2 separate regions of the Mus musculus genome follow, and region 1 is linked to region 2. Evidence: chromatin contacts called from public Hi-C data. All regions are on one chromosome and are shown on one strand. Each heading gives the region's core, a stretch centred on a gene start, on an enhancer-like site or on the middle of the called end of the contact. The rest is flanking DNA. Distances are from core to core; before and after follow the strand shown. Region 1 has its middle 35 kb from the start of Gm51779. Region 2 overlaps Washc3 (WASH complex subunit 3).

Evidence for each region. A called contact is a pair of places that touch in the nucleus more often than the background predicts.
Region 1: a Hi-C map of the C3H10T1/2 cell line shows a contact between it and region 2, with 2.2 times the contacts expected there. The contact joins two enhancer-like sites. A contact is called at or near these places in 1 of 15 datasets of contacts at CTCF or cohesin (the NIH/3T3 cell line), 12 of 484 Hi-C or Micro-C datasets (3T3-L1-derived adipocytes, 8-cell embryo, the C3H10T1/2 cell line and 8 more), 1 of 115 datasets of contacts at active chromatin or transcription factors (bone marrow-derived dendritic cells) and 2 of 9 other capture datasets (adipose tissue and pancreatic islet).

Annotation. Positions count from the first base shown.
Region 1 is chr10:88,299,204-88,305,064 of GRCm38.p6, reverse strand. It overlaps a transcript of Washc3 not described here. Among named protein-coding and RNA genes, the nearest start is that of Gm51779, 35 kb to the left of the region's middle. Within about 2 kb of position 2,519, at least 39 of the 459 cell types and tissues checked have an H3K27ac peak or open chromatin away from gene starts, as enhancers often do. A contact at or near this core is called in the C3H10T1/2 cell line, where this site is marked.
Region 2 is chr10:88,218,509-88,224,295 of GRCm38.p6, reverse strand. Washc3 (WASH complex subunit 3) reads right to left here. Exons shown (of 7, transcript NM_026070.3): 5 at 4,936-5,046. Among named protein-coding and RNA genes, the nearest start is that of Washc3, 20 kb to the right of the region's middle. Within about 2 kb of position 2,400, at least 20 of the 459 cell types and tissues checked have an H3K27ac peak or open chromatin away from gene starts, as enhancers often do. A contact at or near this core is called in the C3H10T1/2 cell line, where this site is marked.

The sequences.
Region 1 (5,861 bases), core at 1,270-3,769, 81 kb before region 2:
TCCTCTCCTTCCTCTCCTTCTCCCTCTTTTTTCCTCACCCCCTCTGTGTGTGTGTGTGTGTGTGTGTGTGTGTGTGTGTGTTAGTGATGACCCCCACCTCCAAGGGAACTCTGTCACCTTCCTGGGACTTCATTTACAAACCGGAGTGACAATTTCTTTACACTTCCTTCTGGCAATGGGAGAAATATCATTTCCCCTTGAGAGATATAAACTACACGTCAGACGCTCTGAAGAAGAGCAGAAAAGAACCTTCATATTTAATATTTATTGAATCCTACTTAACCCAGCATTTCCCAACCCCTTTGCCTTACATAATAATGCTCATAACTAATTCCACACTTTGTCTTTTTTATGTGGCTGGGTGCTTTTGAAGAGGCACTTTCCAGTATCCTGTATGCTCAGGAGATAACCACGGGACGTGGCTTCCAGTTGTTCCTCAGGGATCAAAGCTGCAACTATGATTATGAAATCCTGAGATTTGTTAGAAAGGTTTAAAGGTTCGGCAAATTTACAGGTCATGGCTAGTTTCCTGAAATGGACCACAGGGGGCGCTAGTGGACTGTCATAATGACTGCCACACTCCAGACTTGGCAAGGAAGGGCCAGGCTGGAGCTGTGGCAACCAGGGGCACTTGAGCAGATCCTTTCTCAACTGAATGGAAAGCTACTGAGAACTTGCTCCTATCCCTTTTGGATTTCTGTTTCTTCTGGATGGGTGGTGGTGGTGGTGGTGGTGGTGGAAGAAAGGGACAGAATTCAGAAAAGAAATCTTTTGCCCTTATCCTCAGAGATCAGGTGGGGGGTGGAATCCCATAAAGCAAGACTTTTCATCTACATATCAGTGGCTTGTGCTCACTTTGAGCCAGCTGTGGTTGACCATGGAAGGCCTTATTTTTTTCTTTATAAATTCTTTTATTATAAATTAAAAAGGAGGGCGCAGGGTGTGGTATGCACGACTCTAAACCTGGCAGTCAGAAGGCTAAGGCAGGAAGATGGGGAATTCAAGTCTAGCCTGGGCTACATATTGCTATCCATACAGGGGAGAGACAGATGTCTTTAGAATATACATTTGTTTAAATTAAAAAAAACCCTTAATGTTCTATAACTTTGCTGCTTTTAATGATCTGGCAGGCTATAAGGGGCTTTGGTGCAAAATGGACATACATATCTTTTTATCATCTTTGTCATGTGGCACATATTAATGAAGGCAGCCCAACTTAAACACAATTAACTCATGGAGTGACTTTCCCCCTTTTGGGTGCTAGGGACTTAACTCAGGGTCTTGTGTATACAGGCAAAGTCTCTACCACTGAGTTAACATTCAAGTCCTTCGGAAATACTTAGCAGGCTATTGGTTTCTTTCTGTGTATGTCCTGTCTTCCCAACCAATACTCCCTGAATGTAAGGGTTCCATTTAGGAAGACTCCTTCACAAAAGCCTTTTAAAAGCTTGCCCTCAGAAGAAAGTATAAATGGGAATTGGACGGTAGCCCACAGGCAGAGGCAGAGGCTATGTTCCCACAGAGATAGTCTGTACATGGCTGGTTCAGAGAACTTTTGAGTTTAGAGGATTTTCAACATTCAGTTAACAGCATCATTTCTTTGTATATAGAAAGTGACCAAGGCTCTCAAGTGAGGCTGCTCAGTACCAGCCCTTCCAGTGCTCGAGGTTCTGACTCCTGTTCTTAAACAGGGTGCAACCTCCCAGTACTACAATCGACCTAGTCCTGGGTGTTCCAGAGATTCCAGATGTTAATCTTCACCAGCAGCGAGGGGTGTGAAGCATCACATCACACCCACCAGGGCTCCACTACCCTGTGAAACAACTTGTTTGGACAATTTCATCTTTGTCCGAATGGGAGCAGAAGAGGAAGCCGACGCGGAACACCGAGCTCAGTTGAGGATCTCTGACCAGTCACTACCCCGCTCCTCTCGCAGGGATGCTGGGAAGAACTTGGACGTGACAGAGGAGACAGTTTACACTCTTGGAAAGTTACTGGTGCCTTAGAATTCCAGGAAGTGCTGAATCATAGAGTCACAGACTAGGAAAAGCTTCATAAGAAAAAGATGAAATGAGTATCCGCCGAACACCTTCCATAAAGTGGGGTATATTTTACTTCAACCTCAGTCGCTCCGCTCTGGGTGAGGAAACCGAGAACCACAGTGGAGTAGAAACTTGGCCCCAGTTACTGAACCCGTAAGCTCAGATTTGGACTAGGTTGTCAAATGATGGAGTCATTGCTGGGAACTATTATTATATCAAGGGGTCCTATTTTCACTTTCTGGTTCCAACCGCAGGTAACACAGCACACACTTGTGCGCGATGCCCTCGTCTTTCTTCAGAGCCTTCACTAATAGCAAAGTTCTCAAAGTCACTTGTGAATGTCAAGTTCTCCCTAGGATCTAACTGCAGTCCCTTCAGAGGCACTGCCCTCAGGGGACACGGAAAATGGCTGTAACAGTCCCAGCAGCAGCTTCCCTGACTGGGTTCCAAATTGCTTCTGTTAAAAGAATTGCCAATTCAAAACACATGCGCTGTCTTCAAGCTGGGCCCCACCCCAGATGCTAGGCTTGTTTGAGCCCCTTTCAGGCTTAGCCTGGATACCAGTCCCAATCAAGCCTGGGGACCTAGACAGACAGCAATCAAGATGGAGAAAGGCTCCTCTTCCCCTCTCACACTCCAGCCAAGCCTCAGCTGGGTCTGCTTTCTAAAGCATTTTCTAGGACTAACATTTTATGTAAACACACGAAGGGCCTCATCCTGCCAGGGCTTTGCCAGGAATGAGAAAACACCATTTCTTACGTAGAGACTTGCACATTTTCTATGTCTCTTTCCTAATAGAAAAATCTAGTCCTTTAGAACAAATGCGCACACGGATGACAGGACGTAAGGAGATACAGCCAATGGTGCAGTGGTTTGCATGGAAGAACAAATGAAAGCTTGTGGCAAATGTAGGGGACTTGGAAGCCAAAGATCTGTGTTTAAATATCAACAATGTCTCCTAGCAACTGTGTAATCCTTGGCTTGACTTCCCTGAGTATCAATTTTCTCCTCCATGAAATAAAAGTAATAATACCTAACTCTCCAGGCATGGTGGTATGTGCCTGTAAGCCTAATGCTTGAGAGGCAGAAGGATTATGAGTTCATGTTCTGGGCTACATAGCATGTTCCCAGCCAGCCTGAACTGTATAATAGGACTCGGCTTCAAAGCAGCAACAATAATAATGCTTAACTAATCAGGTAAAGTTACTAAATGCTACATAAAAAATTGCATTTATTTACTGGTAACAAGGGAATAAACCTATGGCCCTGTCCTGGTTTGCTTTCTATGGCTGTGTAAAGGCCTGGTCAAAACCAATTTGGGTAGGAAAGGTATATTTCAGCTTATGTGTCCTGACACTAGGGAACTCGGCGTAGAAAACCCAGGAAGGGGCCTGGAGGCAGGAACTGTAGCAGAAGCCATATCTCCCCCCCACACCCCAGGACTTGCTTAGCCTGCATCTTTTGTTTGTTTGTTTGTCTGTTTCAAGACAGGGTTTCTCTGCATAGCCTGAATGTCATGAAACTAGCTCTGTAGAGCGGGCTGGTCTCAAACTCATAGAGATCCACCTGTCTCTGCCTCCGGAGTACTAGGAGGGCTCGTGAGTCACCACCTGGTCTAGCCTGTACTCTTATATAACCTAGGACACACCTGCCCAGAGGTAGCACCTCTCACAGTGATTCATTTCAGTCATCCATCAAAGATGTGCCCCAAAGGCTTGTCCACTGGCCAATCGGATGGAGGAACTTTCTTAACCGAGATCCCCCCTCTCCTCAGATGCTTCTAGCCTATGTCAAGTTGACAAAAAGACCAACCAGTACAGCCCTTGTGCATGCTGAGCACATGCTCTGGCACTAAGTTATATCTCCAGCTCAATTTTTTAAAGGATATTACTATTATAACTATCGCTATTACTGGAGCAGTTTAAAAAAAGTATCAGACTTTGGAGAATAGCCTTTTATCTTGCACCATTGGGGAATATCTTTATATATTAAATAAATGCTGTTAAGAAAGTCCACATGTATTGAGTACCCACTACATACTGAGCTTTATATATCTTAAGGATTCTATGCTTTAGCTCATTGCTAGTCATCATAGAAGGTAATCGTGCTGTCTTTAGCACTCCCACTTTACAGAAGGGGAGAAGTGAGGCAAGGTCACCAAGCCCATGAGCTTCTAAGTTGTGGAATCTACGACAGTCTAACTACAGAATCCACACACCTGAGCACTATATCTGTAAGATCTCATTTATCTGAGACAGGGTCAAACCCAGCATGGCTGTTTCTTCTTTATACAGAGTATAGAGGTGAACAGTTCAGGACGAGGGGTTCTACCACACTCAAGGTACCTGCTCTGTCCCATATATACATGAAAGTAGATTATAGAGCCTCATCCACCATCCTTATAGCCCAAGAAGTAAGGGTGAAAAAGGGACAGGAGAGAAAGGGACAGATATATGTTGGTTTGTTACTAGTGTCTAGTCCTACATGTAGCCCTACACAACACCCATTGATTCCCAATGAACCCATTGATTACAGTAGCAAAGATCAATACAGACATTATTCTGCATGGCCTGTGGCCAGTTAGAAATGAGAGGATTTTTCTTGATGAAAGGGGGAGGATAACAAGAGGGTGTGTGTGTGTGTGTGTGTGTGTGTGTGTGTGAGCACTCCCTGTTCTTGCAGACGACCTGGGTTTGGTTCACAGCACTCACACGGTGGCTCATATTTACCAGGTACCCAGTTGAATGATGAATATTTTCTAAGCCCATATATTGCACCTATCTTTCAGCTCATCTCCTAGCCAAGGAAGTTGGGGACATGCCTTGAAATCTATAAACATCACTTTTACTTCCTCAGATGATGGCATGAGATGAGAACCACACCCAAGCTGTGCTAATGAATGGTTTGGGCCGAGACCAGAGCATTATTTCTTTCTCTGTTCTAACTATCCCTAGGCCTAGGCTGCACAATCTAATCTTCCAAGCTGACTAATCCAATCTAGGTTTCCTTGGCTTCTCACTGACTTGCTTGTCCCAGATTCATCCTACTTTGGCAATGTGTTCTAATCCTCTGGCTCCTCGTTCACTGGCTCATTCTCTGTTAACCTGTGCCTAGCTTGCTCTCTCTGCAACCTGTCTCTGTCAAACTTTCCTGGCAAAACTGTCACATGCACACACCACTGATCCTTCTCTCTGTCTCTGTCTCTCTCTTTCTCTCTGCTCTTAAAAAGCCTCTCCTTCCTGTGCTGTTCTTGTGTGACTTAGGTGTATCCTATCTTTGATTCATTCTGTCAAATCTTTCTCTGATTCATCACTTTGTCTACCCCTCAATTAGACATCTCTTTCAAACACAGCTGCTTTCTTCTACAAACTAACTTTACCTTCACTGTTAGGGACTAAAGGTGTGTACTCAGGGTGTGTGAGTCTGCCTTCCAAAGAGATCATTCTGCAATCTAGATCAAGTCTGCATTATGGCCTGACCGCATAGACCTAGAAGGTCTTTGGATGTGAACCCTTGCCAGAGCAGCTATGCTGTTGGATTAAACTTTCTATACAGAAATCCATTCATAGTAACCCTTTCAAGCCTTCTGCATCCTGGTCATAGGGAACTCTGCAGTTCAATTTACAATTCCAGCTTGGTGACAGACTTGACTCGGGTACCAACAGTGAAGCCACTAACTTATTAAGTAGACTCTGATTCATGTCTTCAGAAAATCCAGAAGGAGGAGGTGGATGGCAGAGTCCCACGGCAGACCATAGGCTCTGAGTGACATTTCACTGGCTTCTCAGATCCTCCAGAGGGGGCTTGGATATCAATCCC
Region 2 (5,787 bases), core at 1,151-3,650:
GAGATGGCTCAGAGGTTAAGAGCACTGACTGTTCTTCCAGAGGTCCTGAGTTCAAATCCCAACAACCACATGGTGGCTCACAACTATCTGTAATGGGATGGGATGCCCTCTTCTGGTGTGTCTGAAGAGAGCAACAGTGTACTCATATACATTAAATAAATAAATAAATATAAAAAAAAAGAGTATGAAATTATACTGTGGCAGTAAGTGCTGTGGACACTTTTGTTGGAGAGAGATTTGCTTTGTTTTAGACAAGGCTTTGTTTTCGTCAATACACCCCCCCCCCCAATTCATAGCATTCATAGGCTTAGGAACAGTGACCCTCAGAAGCCTTTGAGAACAGTGGGGCATCTCAGTCAAACCTCTGACCTTCCAGCAGAGTAAAGCACTTTTCACTACCTTAAGACAATCTACAATGAAGGCATGCTCTAGAGTTAGCTAGAGCTAGGCTGCTTGCGGGAATGGCAGGGTCTTAGTTAGAGTTTCCATTGCTGTGAAGAGACACCATGATATGGCAACTCTTATAAAGGAAAACATTTAGTCGGGGCTGGCTTACAGCTCAGAGGCTTAGCCAATATTGTCATGGTGGATGGCATGCAGGCAGACACAGTGCTGGAGGAGCTGAAAGTTCTCCATCTTGACCCACAGTCAGCAGGAGACTGTGTGCCACACTGTATAGCTTGAGCATCTGAGACCTCAAAGCCTGCCCCCACGGAGACAGACACACGTCCTTCCACAAGACCACACCTACTCCAACAAGGCCACACATCCTACTAGTACTGATCCCTATGAGTCAAGCTTTTCAAACACACATATATCCATGGGGGTCATGGCTATTCCAACCACCACAGCAGTAAATAAAGTATGCTTATCATCTCATCCATATCCCACTCAACTTTGCTCATTTCCACACTGAAGGAGCTAAGTCTCCTGAGGAGAGCATACAATGGAGTAGAGAGTAAGAGAAAACAGGTATCTCATCACCCTGGATCACAAGACCTTTTAGATTCTTCTCCTGTCACTGACAAACTAAGCGAATAGTTGTCATAGTCTCTAACAACTTCTGCCTGGCATTTTCTAAAGCAGGTGGTGATGTCATCATGCTCCTCCATTCTGATTTCGACAGCTGCTCACAACGAATGCAAGAAACACAAAAAGTGCTTATTTAGAGGTTAATAACTGGACTTGAAAAATTAGTGTCAACATTAGGAGGCACCTCCTGCCTTGGTCCTATAAAGCATTTAAAACCAACAACTTGAAGAAACCGGAGCTAATTATTCATTCCTATATGACTATAGCTAGAGCAGAGAACAGGCAGGCAGCAACATGCCGTGGTTAAAAACACTCAGCACTGTCTCTTTAGACTGAGTGCCGTTAAAGTGCTGTCACACTTGGGGCTGTAATCACTGTGATTAAGACCATGACCCAAAGCAGCCTGGGGAGGAAAGAGTTTATTTCAGCTTACAACTCTCAGCTCACAGTCTATCACTTATGGAAGTCAACGCAGAAACTGAAGGCAGGAACTGAAACAGAAGCCATGGGGGGCGAGGGGGGTGAGGGGGTGTGTTTGTGTGTGATGGCTGCTTATCAACTTGCTTATCACAGGCTGCTCAGCCTGCTCTCTGTAGAACCTGGGACTACTTGCCCAGGGGTGGTCCCACCAGTGGGCTGGGCTCGGCCCTGCCACCTCTACCATTAATCAAGGAAATGTCTGACAGACTTGCTGCAAGCCAATCCAATGACTGCATTTTCTCAGTTGAGAGTCCTTTTCCTAGATGACCCCAGCTTGTATCACTTTGACAAAAGAATTAACCAGCACTGGTGCTAAAGTGAATATAAAGATTACCTATGGCTGTTTTTCCTCAGACAGTTTCCCCTTTGACTGGTGATATAATAATAATAATCTATAAATAATAATATACCTATAAATTATATATGTACTAGAATACTAATAGGGCAGATAACTTACAGAGGATCTATCTACCTCATAGGCATGTTAAGAACTTTTCATTTTGTTATCTGGTGAGATGGCAGGCTGTATGATTAGGAAAAATGATAGAGAGAGAGAGAGAGAGAGAGAGAGAGAGAGAGATAGACAGACAGACAGACAGAGCAAGAGAGCAAGTGAGAGAGGGCAATAGAACTGTTTTTAAGTAATTAATGACAGTATTATATACAGTCATAGAAAAGAGTATGAAATAACAATTTCCATAGTGAATACAGAAAACATGGCCGACTAGCTCAGGGAGGGAGATACTGTTGTTCCGGCCTCATGAAAGCCAGGATGTGGGATGAGGAGACTCTGAACGCAAAGCAATGGAGAGAAGCAGAGCCTAGGCTCAGAGCTGGGAAAGCTCTGCGCTGCAGCGAGGAAGGATTTGTGGTTTGGTTTGAATGAAGAATGGAATGCAGAACAAGGAGCAGTAGGAAATAAAAGCTGGGTAATAAGAGTCTGGGATACAGGTTGGCACAATGAACTAAAAACAATAAAATTCAATTTAACTTGGATGAACTTCCAGTTTGGGGATGGCAAGGCAAAGATATTGTTTCTCCCTTTCTTCTTGAAAACCACCCCCAAACAGTTAGAAAACAAGCTCCCACTTCAGTGACTAAGAGGCATGCAAGAACCACAACGCTTGGAAATTAAAAGCAGAGACAAGAGAGGATGATTGATGAGCTAGGGTAACCGATAAAGGCCAAGTGCGTGCGTCCCAGTGGGGGACACCACGAGTGAGCAGCAGCCCCACAAGGCTGGAGCACTTATGACACAGCAACACCTGGACAGAAGGCTAGGGGGAGGCCAGAACTTAAAACAAGGAAACCTGGTTTCAACAGAAAAAGTATGAGACAGAGCAAACTGGACCACTGCTGATGTTCAGGCCCAGAAACAAAAAATACGGTCTAGAGTTAAGTAATTCTAGCAAGTTATGCTTTCTTAACAAAACATTCACTTAAATAAAAAAATTATAAGATGTTTTTTAAGTTAGAGACCATTTTGAAAACACATATAGTCTGGCTCTGATTTCCACATGGAGAGATTCTGATTCTGTGGGGTGGAGTCATGAATCTGTACCTCATTCTGAAACAAGGCCAGAGGACACGGTCCCTTAACCTAGGCTGACTAAGGAAGGCGTCACTTAGAAGGACTATTTTGAATGAAGAGCCGAAGGAAATGGTGAAGCCACTTGGGAAAAAGTGTTTCAGATAGGGAGTAGCTGCTGTGAGGAACCCCAAGTCGCTGACTGACTGCCCACTTGTCCATGGAGCATCACAGAGACCTGCAGACACGAGGCTGAGCACACACCTGCCGGGTGAGCCGGGGCAGAGAATGAGGACTGGTACTAGAAAGTAGCAAGCCGGAGACTCAGAGAGGATCTGCCCTGAAGGCCTTACTTTATGTAATTAATGACAAAAATCAGAACTGAAATAAGCTTTGGGAATGTTAGTTGGCTAGCTAATGTGAGCTCGGACGTGTTTAGTACACATCTGTGCCATAACTGGGCGGGGGCAGTGGTGCACCTCGTCTGCAGGAGCTTTGAGACTCTCCAGGTAGATACCGGGGGGGGGGGGGGGACGACTGACCCTACTTCCGGGCACTGTAGTCCCAGTCGTATAACTGTGATGACTAACACAGTGTGGAGACAATGGGCAGGGGAGGACACTCTCCAGAGAGAAAGCCTCAGGACAGCAAATAACAAGCTGTGTGCACTGTTTCTTTATGCGATTCTCCATTTCATATCTCTGGATCACAGCTGACTGCTTAACTGCAATTGTGGAAGGCGGTGCCACGGGTACAGAGCACTGCTACCCAGCACTAAATACGGCGTTTTTGTGAGAGGTTTCAGAAAATTCCAGTCCACTTTCTCATTTCTTATACTGATTAGGTCAGAACACACCAACAGAAAGAGCTTTCATTGTCATTTCTGAAGGTTTTTCTTTCTTATCTTGAGAGCTGTACAGTTTTAAGAATTTCTCTCTCAGGTGTAGTCTTTCCTGGGTTTTGGCTTTGAACTTGGATCCATCATTACTCATACTCAAGCTGACATTGTCCTTGCTCTTATTAAAAATTTACACATTCTTACCCCCAAGTCCACCTTACTCCCCAAGCCTAGGGGCCAAGGCACAGACTGTCAACGCACCATCCAAAGCCACACTGAGAAGAAATCATGGACCTCAACCTCAACACCCCAGTCAGACCTCTCTGCTGTAGGCCAGCAGTATTGGCCTTCAAGTCACAATGCTACTGACTAGGAAACAAATTTACTTTTTAGACTTCAGCACTTTGTTGCCTGATAACAAAATGCTATAAAAGCATTCATTTTCCTTTTCCCATGAATATTTTTGATTAGCAGAAAAATAATAATCCAGTTAGCTCTTTCCAATTACATGCAGTAGGGCTTTCTATAAGCATGGGAGTAAATTTACTTCTGCTACAGACAACCGCAAACATTTTCTACATCATGCCACGCATAATTTCTTAGAAAAACATAAACCCTAAAGGTATATATTAAAATTATTTTCTTATGTAGCCAAGTGTGCTGTGTTCTTTTTTTTAGAAACCAAATTACTGATAGATGAACAGCAAAATAAAATATACTTTAAAACCATATTTACACTGGCATATGGAAAGCAAACTCAGTTTACCAAACCAACAGCTCTCTTTCATTTTTTTTTATACAGCCAAGATTTCAAATACAATAATAACAATAATGGTGCAGATCTACACTGAACGATGTGAACCCCCATCAACTACAAGTGTAATTAATTTTAATGGGAAAGGCTGGACTTCTGGTTTCTTTTAAGGAATGCATTATGAAGTAGGAAAGATGCAAGAGACTTGAAAACTTGGTCTTTCTGGTTAGCAGTTTTCTTAGACTAGAAAAGATACAGTGAAATCCCTAGGGCAGACAGAGAAGACAGACAGAATTCGCTTACCACTTGAACCATCTTGAGGTATCTGGCATACCGTGGATCCTTGGCTACGGTCAGGACATTTTCTGATGGCGCTTCACTCTCCTGTGCTCCAGAGTCTTGCGTGCTATTCTGCTGTAGAGAGTTTTATGTAAATCTTTAGACAGTTCACAGAAAGGATCCATCATGCTACTTAAAATCAATGTTCATTTTTAAAATTATGAGGCAATAAATACTCAAAAATTGTACTTTTACATTTAAATAACAATCATTTAATTATAGGATATTCATTCCCAAATAGCTATACTTATAGATTAAACTTAATCAATAACAGATTGTTCCTGAGATGCAATGAATTTCTATGAAACATGGTAAGCGGATACCCCAGGAAAGTAGCAAAACAACTTGTCAGCTGCACAATTAATGGACAGCAAATTACTTTTCTAGGTACCTGCCATCCGCCCTACTGTCCCTCATTTATTTAACCATTATCTTCTAAGTGGATATGGAGATTCTAAGTTTTCAGAAGGCAGTGCTCAGAGATTTCTTGGAGAAAACCAGATCGTCTGATCATGTACATTTTGTGTTGCAGAGTGGTTATAATAAAGTCAGCAGAGTGGCCAAATACTCAATGCTGCTGTCAGTGGCCAATACTGAGGGATGGAGATTTTTAATACTGGTCCTCCTGACACTACATAGCTCTGTGTACAGTCACTCAAGCACAGGGACCCCCTGGCCTAGCTTAGGTGTGACTCGAAGATTCACACAGCACACAATACCACAATACTCGTCTTTTCTACCAATCCGAACATTAGAATAAGCTTGCTTCTGTGACCCTCACTCGGCATCGGCACAATTGTTACAAGGAATTTCTTC